Linked DNA regions of Macaca mulatta: region 2 is linked to region 1. A link is a contact called in public Hi-C data. All regions are on one chromosome and are shown on one strand. The core of a region is the stretch at or near the end of the contact, and the rest is flanking DNA. Distances in the headings are between cores, read along the strand shown. Region 1 holds the start of PXK (PX domain containing serine/threonine kinase like). Region 2 holds the start of KCTD6 (potassium channel tetramerization domain containing 6).

Evidence for each region. A called contact is a pair of places that touch in the nucleus more often than the background predicts.
Region 2: a Hi-C map of fetal cortex germinal zone shows a contact between it and region 1, with 5 times the contacts expected there. The contact joins the promoter of KCTD6 here to the promoter of PXK in region 1. A contact is called at or near these places in 4 of 14 Hi-C or Micro-C datasets (CD4 T cells, fetal cortex germinal zone, fetal cortical plate and 1 more).

What each region holds. Positions count from the first base shown.
Region 1 is chr2:121,892,973-121,898,475 of T2T-MMU8v2.0, forward strand. It overlaps PXK (PX domain containing serine/threonine kinase like), which reads left to right and starts at 3,378. Exons shown (of 16, transcript XM_028844294.2): 1 at 3,378-3,531. The coding sequence starts at 3,430.
Region 2 is chr2:122,077,120-122,082,622 of T2T-MMU8v2.0, forward strand. It overlaps KCTD6 (potassium channel tetramerization domain containing 6), which reads left to right and starts at 3,077. Exons shown (of 3, transcript XM_015130532.3): 1 at 3,077-3,162.

The DNA.
Region 1 (5,503 bases), core at 2,128-4,627:
TCATTGCAGCCTCCACCTTCCAGGTTCAAGTGATCCTCCCACCTCAGCCTCCTGAGTGCCTGGGAGTACCCGCATGCACCACTTAGCCTGGCTTGATTTTTTTTTTTTTTTTTTTTTGAGACGGAGTCTCGCTGTGTCTCCCAGGCTGGAGTGCAGTGGCGTGATCTCGGCTCACTGCAAGCTCCGCCTCCCGGGTTCACGCCATTCTCCCGCCTCAGCCTCCCAAGTAGCTGAGACTACAGGCGCCCGCCACCACGCCCGGCTAGTTTTTTGTATTTTTAGTAGAGACGGGGTTTCACCATTGTTAGCCAGGATAGTCTCGATCTCCTGACCTCGTGATCCACCCGCCTCAGCCTCCCAAAGTGCTGGGATTACAGGCTTGAGCCACCGCGCCCGGCAGCCTGGCTTGATTTTTAACATTGCAAAAAATTCATGATTGTACCAAGATTCGTCCAAAACTCAACTGTTAGTCATTTATCCTTGCATGCTATTTTTTTTTTTAACTGATCTTTGATTATTTTCTTAGGATACTCTCCTAGATGCAGAATTACTTGGTCATAGGATAAGAACATTTTCAAAGCCCTTAATACGTATTTGTTCTAGCTCCTAGTACTAGGCCTATTACATAGTAGGTACTTAGCAAATAATTGTTGAATGAATGTATGAATGCCCTCCGAAAAGGTTGGGCCAATTTATACTCCCACCTGCAGTAAGAGAAAAGAGCCTTCTCTTGGTCAGTCCACATCACGATAGGAGTAATGATTATAGCTGAATTTTGGTTTCTGTGACTCTAGCAGAGAAATAATCTATTTGCCTTAAAACAAAGAAATGAAAGTAAAAAGTTGAATCCTCCCTAAATGACATATGGATTTGCTTTAATAGACTGCTGCTTTTAAACACACTGGCACAAAAATGGAATGCAGGGAGAGTTCTGATTATTTTAGGGCTGAATCATGAAGTTCCATGATTCCTTCTTCACATCTTGCTCTATTGGATCTTGGCCCATGGGACCAATCTGTCATGGCCACTTGACTCCATGGGGCTGCCCAACCATCCCATTAAGCTTGAGATCTGGAGAAGGGACCCTTTACACATGATGTGGGCCTTTCCTGGGATGTCAAATTTTGGTGGTGGTGGTGCAATTACCCAGAAATTTTGTTCCCTTATCTAAAATGTAGAAATTTAGTGGAGGCAATTTAAGAGTTAGGAATCTTCCATTCTGTGAGCTGTAGGGGAAGGAGGAAACTAATACTGACTTTGTTTTGTTTGTTTTTCTGGAGACGGTCTTGCTCTGTTGCCCAGGCTGGAGTGAAGTGGCACGATCATGGCTCACTGAGGCTTCAACCTCCTGTGCTCAAAAAATTCTCCCACCTCAGCCTCCTGAGTAGTTGGGACCACAGGTGTGAGCCATCATGCCTAGGTATTTTTAAAATTTTTTTGTAGAGACAGGGTCTCACCATATTGCCCAGGCTAAACTCCTGGGCTCAAGTCATCTACTCTCCTCAGCCTCCCAAAGTGCTGGAATTACAAAGGTGAGCCATCATGCCTGACCACGGTTTCAGGTGTTTTTGTTTGTCTGTTTGGTTTTTTTTTTTTGGTTTGTTTTTTGTTGTTGTTGTTGTCTTTTTTTTTTTTTTTTTTTTTTGAGACAGAGTCTCGCTCTGTCCCCAGGCTGGAGTGCAGTGGCGTGATCTCGGCTCACTGCAAGCTCCACCTCCTGGGTTCATGCCATTCTCCTGCCTCAGTTTCCCGAGTAGCTGGGACTACAGGCACCCGCCACCACACCCAGCTAATTTTTTTTTGTATTTTTAGTAGAGACGGGGTTTCACCTTGTTAGCCGGGATGGTCTCGATCTCCTGACCTCGTGATCCGCCTGCCTCGGCCTTCCAAAGTGCTGGGATTACAGGGGTGAGCCATCGCGCCCAGCCTGTTTGTTTTCTGAGATGGAGTCTCACTGTGTCACCCAGGCTGGAGTGTAGTGGTACAATCTTGGCTCACTGCATCCTCCCCCTCCTGCGTTCAAGCAATTCTTCTGCCTCAGCCTCCAGAGTAGCTGGGTCTACAGGCGTGTGCCACCACGCCCAGCTAATTTTTATATTTTTAGTAGAGGGGGTTTTGCCATGTTGGCTAGGCTGGTCTCAAACTCCTGACCTCAGGTGATCCACCCGCCTTGGCCTCCCAAAGTGCTGGGATTGCAAGCGTGAGCAATCATGCCTGACCACCGTTTGAGTTTTTATTATGTGCCAAGCCCCTTCCCGGTCTACTGCATTCCTTGTATTAACCTTTTCATACAAATAATATTATCTCCACTTTGCAAATTGGGGAGTTGGAACTCAGAGAGGTTGGGTAACTTATTAAAGATCACACAGCTGGTAAATGCCAGAGCCATGGAGATGATAGTCCTCTGATTCTAAATTTAACTCTTCACTATCCTGGAGTGCTGCCCTAGGAAAGGCCAGTGTGGGTGAAATTTCTAGGTGTGTATGGAGATGGGGGGATGAGGTGGTGCCAGGATTATGGCTTCGGGTTCAGGCAGACTGTGGGCAGATTTAGGGCTGAGAAGTGGATCCCAAGATTCTCTGACTTGACTCTTGGTTTAAATTTCTTCTAGCCCATATGGTGGGATGAAAAACTCCCAAGTCTAAGGGATGTGGTTGAGCAGGCAGTAGGGGCCAAGAGTAGAGGCTAGGGGGTCTCTGGACCATTTTATAGGGTCTCCAGTTCTTAGAGCTTGGGTCTGAGGGTTCTGGGGTCCAAGACCTCCAATTATGGGGTCCAGCTCTTAGGTGTTCAGGCCTGAGGAGCCTCGTTCAAGAGTCCCTATGAAGTCTCAATCGGAAGGGCTTGTTTCAGAAAGTCTCTGGGTTTGCAGGGCTCAGACTGGAGGTCCCATCCTGAAGGCCCTTTTTCTGAGTTTTAGGGTCGTTGGGCCTGGGGGGGTGAGAGAGGTCCAGTTCTGAGGGTTTCACGACGTACGGTCCCAGAAAAGCCCAGTTCTGAGAGGCCTGGTTTGGAAATCTCGCCCTGAAGATTCCTGGATCCCAGGGCTCAGGACCAGGCGTCCCTGGATCTGAGGATACTGGTGGTGATGGCTTAGGGTGGTGTTCACTGGTCCGAAGCCCGGAGCTAAGGGCACGGGGTCTGCGGTGCGGCTGCGAGGAGCTGGGAAGCGCGAGCCCATGGCAGCCACAGGGCGGAGGGGCGGGCCAGCGGGGACAGTGCTGGCGGCCCCCACACGTACTCCGCTAGGTCGGCGCTAGGACTCCGGGGCGGCGGCAGCGGGGAGGGTGGCGCTAGGACCCCGCGGGCCCGGCGGCGCGTGGGGCGGCGCGTGTTGACAGCGGAACGGTGGAGCCGGGCTGGCGGCGGGAGTCGGCGCCTCAGGTTCCTGCCTCGCGTCCCTAGGCGGCGGCGGCCGGGCGTCCCGGGATGGCCTTCATGGAGAAGCCGCCAGCCGGCAAGGTGCTGCTGGACGACACGGTGCCGCTGACAGCAGCCATCGAGGCGAGCCAGAGCCTGCAGTCCCACACGGTGCGCGGCCCAGTGGGCGGGCGGGCGGCGGGCGGCGGGGGGCGGCCCCGGGCCGCGAGGGGGCTGCGGGCTGCCTGGCGCGGGCCGGGCAGGGTCGTCTAACGGGGACCGGGCCACGGGGTAGGCGGCCCTGGCCGAGAAGGCTGTGGCGCGCCGCTGGGTCTGGGTCAGGGCCCCCGGGGCCCAGGCGAACGCTGAGGCCCGGAGGGGCCGAGGATGGGGACCGCAGCCCCCGGCGCCGCGGGGTGGAAGGAGCTTGGCGGCGACCAGGAAAGCGACTCCGAGTTGGGGGTGCGGGAGCCTGGGGCTTACCTTGGACCAGGGAAGCAGGAACGAGACCGCTCGGGACCATCCACTTCTGCCCGCTTCCAGCCTTTTCCTTTTTGAGGCCGTGGAATTTCCTCCCCTGCAGCTGAGGGTCTGGGTGATGGGGATGAGGGTGTGCCGGGCCAAATGAAGTGTGACTTCAGAGCCTACTTGTTGGGACAGCAGAGTGCAAGTGGCTGGGGTCTACAGCCGCGTTTCCAGGTCAGCCACTTGGCCCTGGCCCCGGGAAGTGGTGGGGAAGTCAGCGGGGCTGTTTAAGCAGGTGTATGAATGTGCTTCTCTAACTTGCTGTTTAGTGGGCAGTGGTAGCATTCATTTGAGTTTAAAATCCACTCGAGTAGCATAAAGGAGTAATAGGTCCTCATAGTAAACACTGGCAGAGTTCATTTCTGCTACATACACTGTCTTTTATGGGGCTTTAAAACCGTGGTTGTTTTCATTTGCTTGTACCTTTTTTTTTGAAAGGCACACTATGCATTATAATTTCCAAGCAATAAATCCAGGAACCAGCAAGAAACCTGGAGCTCCAGCTAGTGGGACTTTTTTGGAAAAGTAATGAATGAGGAGAGAGATTCCTTCAATTGTGATGTTTTGTCAGGCCACCGAATCAGATTCAGACTCAGAGGCTTGTTTGTTTACCATTGCAGTGTGCTTGGGGGGTCATCATGTGGAGGCTAACGCTCACAATAGCCTTCTGTTTCTCTTTTCCTTCGAGCTCTTCTGATGACTTCAAAGAGACCTTTCATTCTGTTGTATTAAAGTGAGACTTTTTTGAACCTCAGTTTCCTCTTCTGACAGCCATGCTTTGTAGGGCTTGAATTGTTCAAAGCATTCACTTCCAGTTAAGAAAATTATTATCTTTTTAAAAAGTACTATTTGTTTCACTCTGCGTATCTTTAATCCTATTCTGTAGACATGTGAGAAGGCACATATAGGGCAGAATTTGTTAAACTTGCTATCATTTGTGCCTAAAGGGAGTATGGCTTAAGGGTTGAAATTTAGGATGAGGAGTCAAGAGTAATTCAGCTATTAAATTTGATTTTTGATTTGACTATTGGCAAGTAAGTCTTATAACCTTTCAGGGAATAGAGTCGAGTCTTTTAGGTTTATTTTGTATTGAAAGTAAAGAGATAGAGGTTTATAAATACAAGCATTCTGTGATTTCTACAGCCCCAGCCCATGTGCCTACCCACACCTTAATCTTGATTAGTTCGTCCTATAATTACTTCTTTCCTTTTTGTCTTCACCAGGCTACAAGAGGAGGGGCATTTCTCCCTCACGTTGGGGTCTCATTTCCTGGTTTTTGATAGGATTTCAAATGTGTTTATCAAATGACTAAATAATCCAACTTCAACCTTACTATGCCTCTTTTTCTGTTTGTGTAAAGAGGTAATTATGAACATTGAAAAAATAACTTAGAGATCAGTGCTTTAGCTAGGTGGCGAAAGATGTAATAGGATTCTGTTTTTATTGTAGCTCTTTTCTCTGTGTGTGTGTGTGTGTGTGTGTGTGTGTGTGTGTGTGTGTAGAGACAGCGTCTCACCATGTTGTCCAAGCTGGTCTGGAACGCCTGGGCTCAGGCCATTCTCCTGCCTCAACCCCACAAAGTGCTGGTATATAGACGTGAGCCACCACACCTGGCCCT
Region 2 (5,503 bases), core at 1,827-4,326, 180 kb after region 1:
AATCCAAAAGAGGGCAGAGGAGAGGTCCAGGGGGCTCCCACTGAAGGGGAAAGGTTTTCCTGACAAGTAGGAGTTGAGGTCGGCTAGGCAGTGAGAGTTGGGAGAAGAAGAAGGGAGAGAGGCAGGGGACTCAGAACTCCAGGCTTCATTCCTACCAATCAGTTGTGTCAACTGCTGGTCCCCCTTTGCCCTCCCAGCACCGTGCTGGGCTTGGTTCTTTCCTGTAACAGGTGTAGCTGCAATAATAAACAGCCTCCTCCAGGTCAGCCTGGCCCGGGGCAGACCAGGATCAGTGTCTTTACCACAAGAGCCTGGATACTTGGTGGCCACCTGGAAAAGAGAGGTGCAGAGGGTCAGGGGCAGCTGTAAACCAGAAGCCAGCCTTCCCCAGCAGGCTTGCAACCCTGAGCTCTATGGAGGCAAACAGCTTCCAATATAAACCCTTTCCACCCCCAATCCTCCAAACTAACAGATCCAGATGGTTTGCGGGAGAATCCTATAGAACATTCAAATTCTATAGAAAATCCCAGTCTAGTGAATAGACACTCATTCCTTAAGGTATGTTATGAGCTCAAGTAACTTTGATAGCAAAGCCAGACGAGGAGAGAATAAGAATGGAAAATAGTAGTGTATCTCAGTCATCCACATGGATACAAAAACCCTAATGAAATATTAGCAAATGGAATCTAGCAGTATATTGAAAAAAAATACATCATGATGTGTGAAATTCCTTGAATAAAAATATATTGACTTAAAAAAATACATCATCAAGGTGAGTTTATCCTGGGAACACGTGGATGGTTTAATATAATAAGATCCATGGTTGTAATTCATTACATTGCAATGGGGGGAATCTCACATTGATAAAATTCAGCACCCATTCATAGTAAAGAAGAATAGTGCTTCCTTACCCTGATAAAGAATATCTATCAAAAAAATCCACAACAAACACTATAGTTAACGGTGATATGTTAGAAGCAGTCAAGAACAGGATAGAAATGCCCATTACCATCACTGCTCTTCAACATTGTGTGGGAGAATTTAGTCAGCACAGTACTGCAAGAAAAAGGAAAAAAAGGACGGGAAGATACCACACTGTTACGACTTGCAGATTCTATGATTATTTGCACAGCAAATTCAAGAGAACCTACAAACTTATTAGAACGGAAAGAGTTCAATTTTGCTGAATATAAGATTATGTAAAACCCAACTGCATTTCAATAGCCATCTATCGATTATAAAATACAAAAGTGAAAGTACAATTAGCAATAGTTATAAAAATTTTAAGATAGGAAGGACTAGGTCTGACAAAATCACCAATAACAAAATTAATCCATCAGTTTTTATATGTGGAAATAGAAGCCCTGAGAGGGGAAATAACTCTTCCAAGGACACCCAATAAGTCAGAGGCAATTCTGGGTTATCAGTGGCACCAAATTCTGGAGATCTGAGTATTGGGTAATTTTGGTATTGTCCTTCTATTAAAACAACAACAACAACAAAACCCAGCGGGGTGGGGCAGGGCGGGGGGCCAAAAAAAAAAAACCAAAAAAACCCCAAAATTCATTGTATTTTTCTGATTATAAATTCAATATGCATGAAAATTCAGAAGAATGTTAAGAAGCAATGCCATTAACATCCCCATACTATTATCTTGAACACGATGATCCTTCAACATTTTTGTCTGTATATATGTTTTTAAAAATAAAATCAGGATATCATGTATACTAGTTTGTGTACTGATCATTTTGATCATTTTCACACACATTTCCCTGTATTCTCACCTAGTCTTTGTGAATTTGATCATGTAGCACTTGGGTATGTTGATGAAGCATATGTCATTTATTTAACCTATCAATTTGAGCTTTGGAGAAGAATCAAGTATCAGATACAACTGTGATGATCATGCTGATATAATTTCAACCCCAGAGCTAGCTCACACACATGCAGACGTGAAACCCAAGTAAGTTTCTAAGGCCAGTGGTTATTCTGGTGGAGAAGGTTAAACCCAGCATCAGGTAACCGGTCCCAACGGAAGGGGACAGAGGCCTGGCTAGTAGGAAGCGAATGGGACTTGGAACGAGTGGACGGATGGAGGCCAATTAGCCCTGAGGCGTTAGGAGCTGCCCATCCTCTGCAGTCTTGGCTTCCTTCCTGGTGAAGTGGGGACAATACCGGCGCCAGTCTCATCTAGGGCCGAGCTCCTCCAGGCCCCAGAGCCTTTGCACGGGTCGTTTCGTCTGCTGAAGGTGGCTCTGCCCTTCTCTCCACCTGGCTGCCCGTGTTGCTGAGGCTCTGGGCCCAGCTGTCCTTTGCTGTCCTGCCCACCAGGCCGGAGGGGTGGCCGCGGGGGCTTCTTCACAGGCCTCATCGCAGGGTTGTCTCCCCAGTGCAGGGCAGGCAGGAGAGGCTCCGACCGCAGGTCCGGGGTCCAGGTCTTCCTTGGCTACTGCGTTTGAAGCAGGGGCTCCCTTCCCTTCTCCATCTAAGTCCTCTAATCACGCCTCTCCCAACGCTTATGATCATAACCTGTCATTATTTTGTCTATTAGCTGTTTCCTTGACTCTTGTCTGTCTTCTCCTTTCATTAGGACCCGCTTGCGTCTTGGTAGCCGCTGTATCTCCTAAACCCCCAGGCCTGAGATATAGTGGGGGTCCCATACAAGTTCATGAAATGACTAAGGAGAAACAGCTGTGGAAACACCAGCTCTGAGGACGCAGTGGGCCTGGGGCTGGGCGGACCCCAGGCTGCGGACGGAGGCGGGACGCAGGGGCGGGGTTTCGGGGCTTCGGGGCTTCTGAGCTGAGCCTAAGGGGCGGGACTGGGGCTTCAGGGCGGGGCTTCGGGGCTGCGGTCTTGCGGTCTTGACCGCGCGGCTCCGGCTGCGCTCGCTCCTAAGGCCGCCCGGCTCTCTGGCTTCCCGCCCGCGCTGCCGTTAGGGGGCGCCCGCGCTTGTGGCGCTACGGCTCTGCTGGGAAGGCGCCGCCCGCGCCGGGCAGCTGGAGCCGCAACTCCGGGCGCGGGCTCAGTCGTCCCTTCTGCCGCCGCCGCCGCCGCCGCCGCCGGGCGCGGGCTCGCTCGTCCCCGCGCTCGCGCTCTCCGGCCGCGGGCATCTCCCGGCCCGGCCGCCGCCGCTGCCGCCGCCGCCGCCGCCGCCGCGCAGTGAGTGGGGCTGGCTTGGGGCTTGCGGGGCCGGGGCTTGGGAGGGCCGGGGCTTGGGAGGGCCGGGTTTCGGGAGACGTCTGCGCGGAGCGGCCAGGGGAGCGGGGCAGAGGATTATCTGGGCGGGGGCTCCTGGAACCGGGCGGTGGCGGCGGGGCCGCGTTGAGGGGACCGCGCGTCCCGGGGCTGGCACGAGCCGGCGGCGGAGGTGCCCGCGGCGGGGCCTGGGCGGGGGTTCTGGGGTCCGCCCGCGGGGATGCGCGGTTTCTGCGGGCCCGGGTTCGGAGCTCCGCGGAGCGCCCCTCGTCCGGGCCCGGAGCATCGCCCGCCCTACCCCTGGCCGGGTCGGGTTTGTGGGGGTTTCGCTGGTGGGGCAGCAGCGAAGCACGGCCCGGACGGAGACATTCGGGGTGTGCTCGAAAATGATTGTTTTTGGGAGATTGCGCTTATTAGCCACCAATTGCCCTAGTTTAAAGCGTGAGCCAGGACTCAAAACCCTGGCTTTGGGATTTTCTACCCTGAAGAGACACTCAGATTGCAGCTGAGTTCTTTATGCCTAGATTTGTGTGTGTGGTGGCGTTTTTAATGCTTGATGTCAGAGGTGATAAATGGCTGTGGTAATGGGGAGCCCTGGCAGCACCTGCTGGGCTGTCAGTGGTGGAGGCTGTGTCTGGGGGTGGGACGGGGAAATGAAACGTGACAGAGATCCTGTTTGGATATTCTGCTGAAGTTATCATGTTTCTGTTCAAGTATACCAGTTCTAGAACAAGTTGATGGATCCAATTTTAGGACTTTGTGATAGAAGAGGTTTGGGTGGCAAAGTGACCTGGGATGACCCGGCTCGGCTAAGAATATTTGGGGTAGCCTAAGCATCTCTTCCATATCCCCCTGGCATGTTCTTTTTTTCGCTGTCACAAATGCCCTATTACTTGAATCATCCTGGGATAGGAGAGAAGCTTGGGGACAGCATGTAGCACAGTCCTGAGCCCAAGATTGAGATGTTTTCAAATGAATAAATATGTAGCTAGGAAAAGGAAAATGGTTTTGTCAGCAGGGTTGGTAGGTTGAGAGAATTTTCTCTTTGGCCGAAAACCATCAGTCCATAAAGATACTTGATTTTGTGCTATGCTTTAGATATGAACGATGGAGTGGAGTGGTCAGGACAGCCACGGATGCCATCCCAAAGTTTTGTGATTTGAATTTTCATAAATCATATTTTAACCAAAGCATTACTACTTACAGAAATCTTAGGGTGAACCCTATGAATCCTTCGGTGCGTTTGGATTTTGATATTTGGGGTCCATTTAAAATGGAGTACATGTATGTATTTGGATTCAGCTTTACCTTGGAGATAATCCTGAGTCATGCTTTAAGGAAGTTCCTTCTGAGATCAGGAGCTCAGATGTTGGGTGATCTCTGGGAAAACTAGACACTCCCCTTTACCTGTATGTAGTTCTCCCTTCTGGAGCTGTGGGAAAAAGAGGACCCGGGGAGATTTAGAGCAAATTAAGAGGCTGCCTCCTCCATATTTGCCGTCTCCAGGCCAATGCTCTAAATTACTTTGTTCACACTCAAGTTTTTCATGTTAACATAGAAATTTTGTTTATGCTGCTGCCACTAGTGTTTTCACGTTTGTCTAATACTTGCCAGTTTACAGATGGTTTTATATTCATGATCTCCTTTATTTTCTCCATTTCCCCAAAGAAGAAGCTGAGCATAAAGAGTCATTTTCTCAGGGTCTCATAATCAGTAATGGAGCAAAATTCGACTACAGGACCTCCCTGGGAACCTGTTCTCTTTCCTTGTCCTGTGATGTGTTACTCTTATAGGCCAATTTTTGCTTTTGTGTAGTGCCTAAATGGTGTAATTACTTTTGGGAAGATGGTATTAGCCCATCTTACCTTTCGGAAACTGAGGGTTAAGAGGAGTGTTACGATTTTGTGACAGCTTTTTAATATTAGGTCACTTTTAAACCTGTAACTCCTCTCTTCTTGACCACATGGTTGAGAGAGGAGAAAGAGAAAATGATTACTTTTAGAGAAAAATCCATTTCTGCAGTGGTATGGTTAAGGATAATGTAACACCATAATCACATTATCCTTGTATGCCTGGCTACTTGTGCTGGCCTGTATGTGAATGTTAACCCCAAAGGCTCCTTTAGATGTCGCTGAACTAGTTACTATAAAAAGTATTTCACTTTCAAACTCCCACATTTCAAGAAGAGCAAAACTCAGTAAAAAGGCAATTTTGAAGGTAAGTATAGAGAGAGGGAGTTTATTGAGTCTTTTCTGACTACCAGACACGAAGGTTTCATTAAAAACGCATTTTAAAGGGCTGCCTG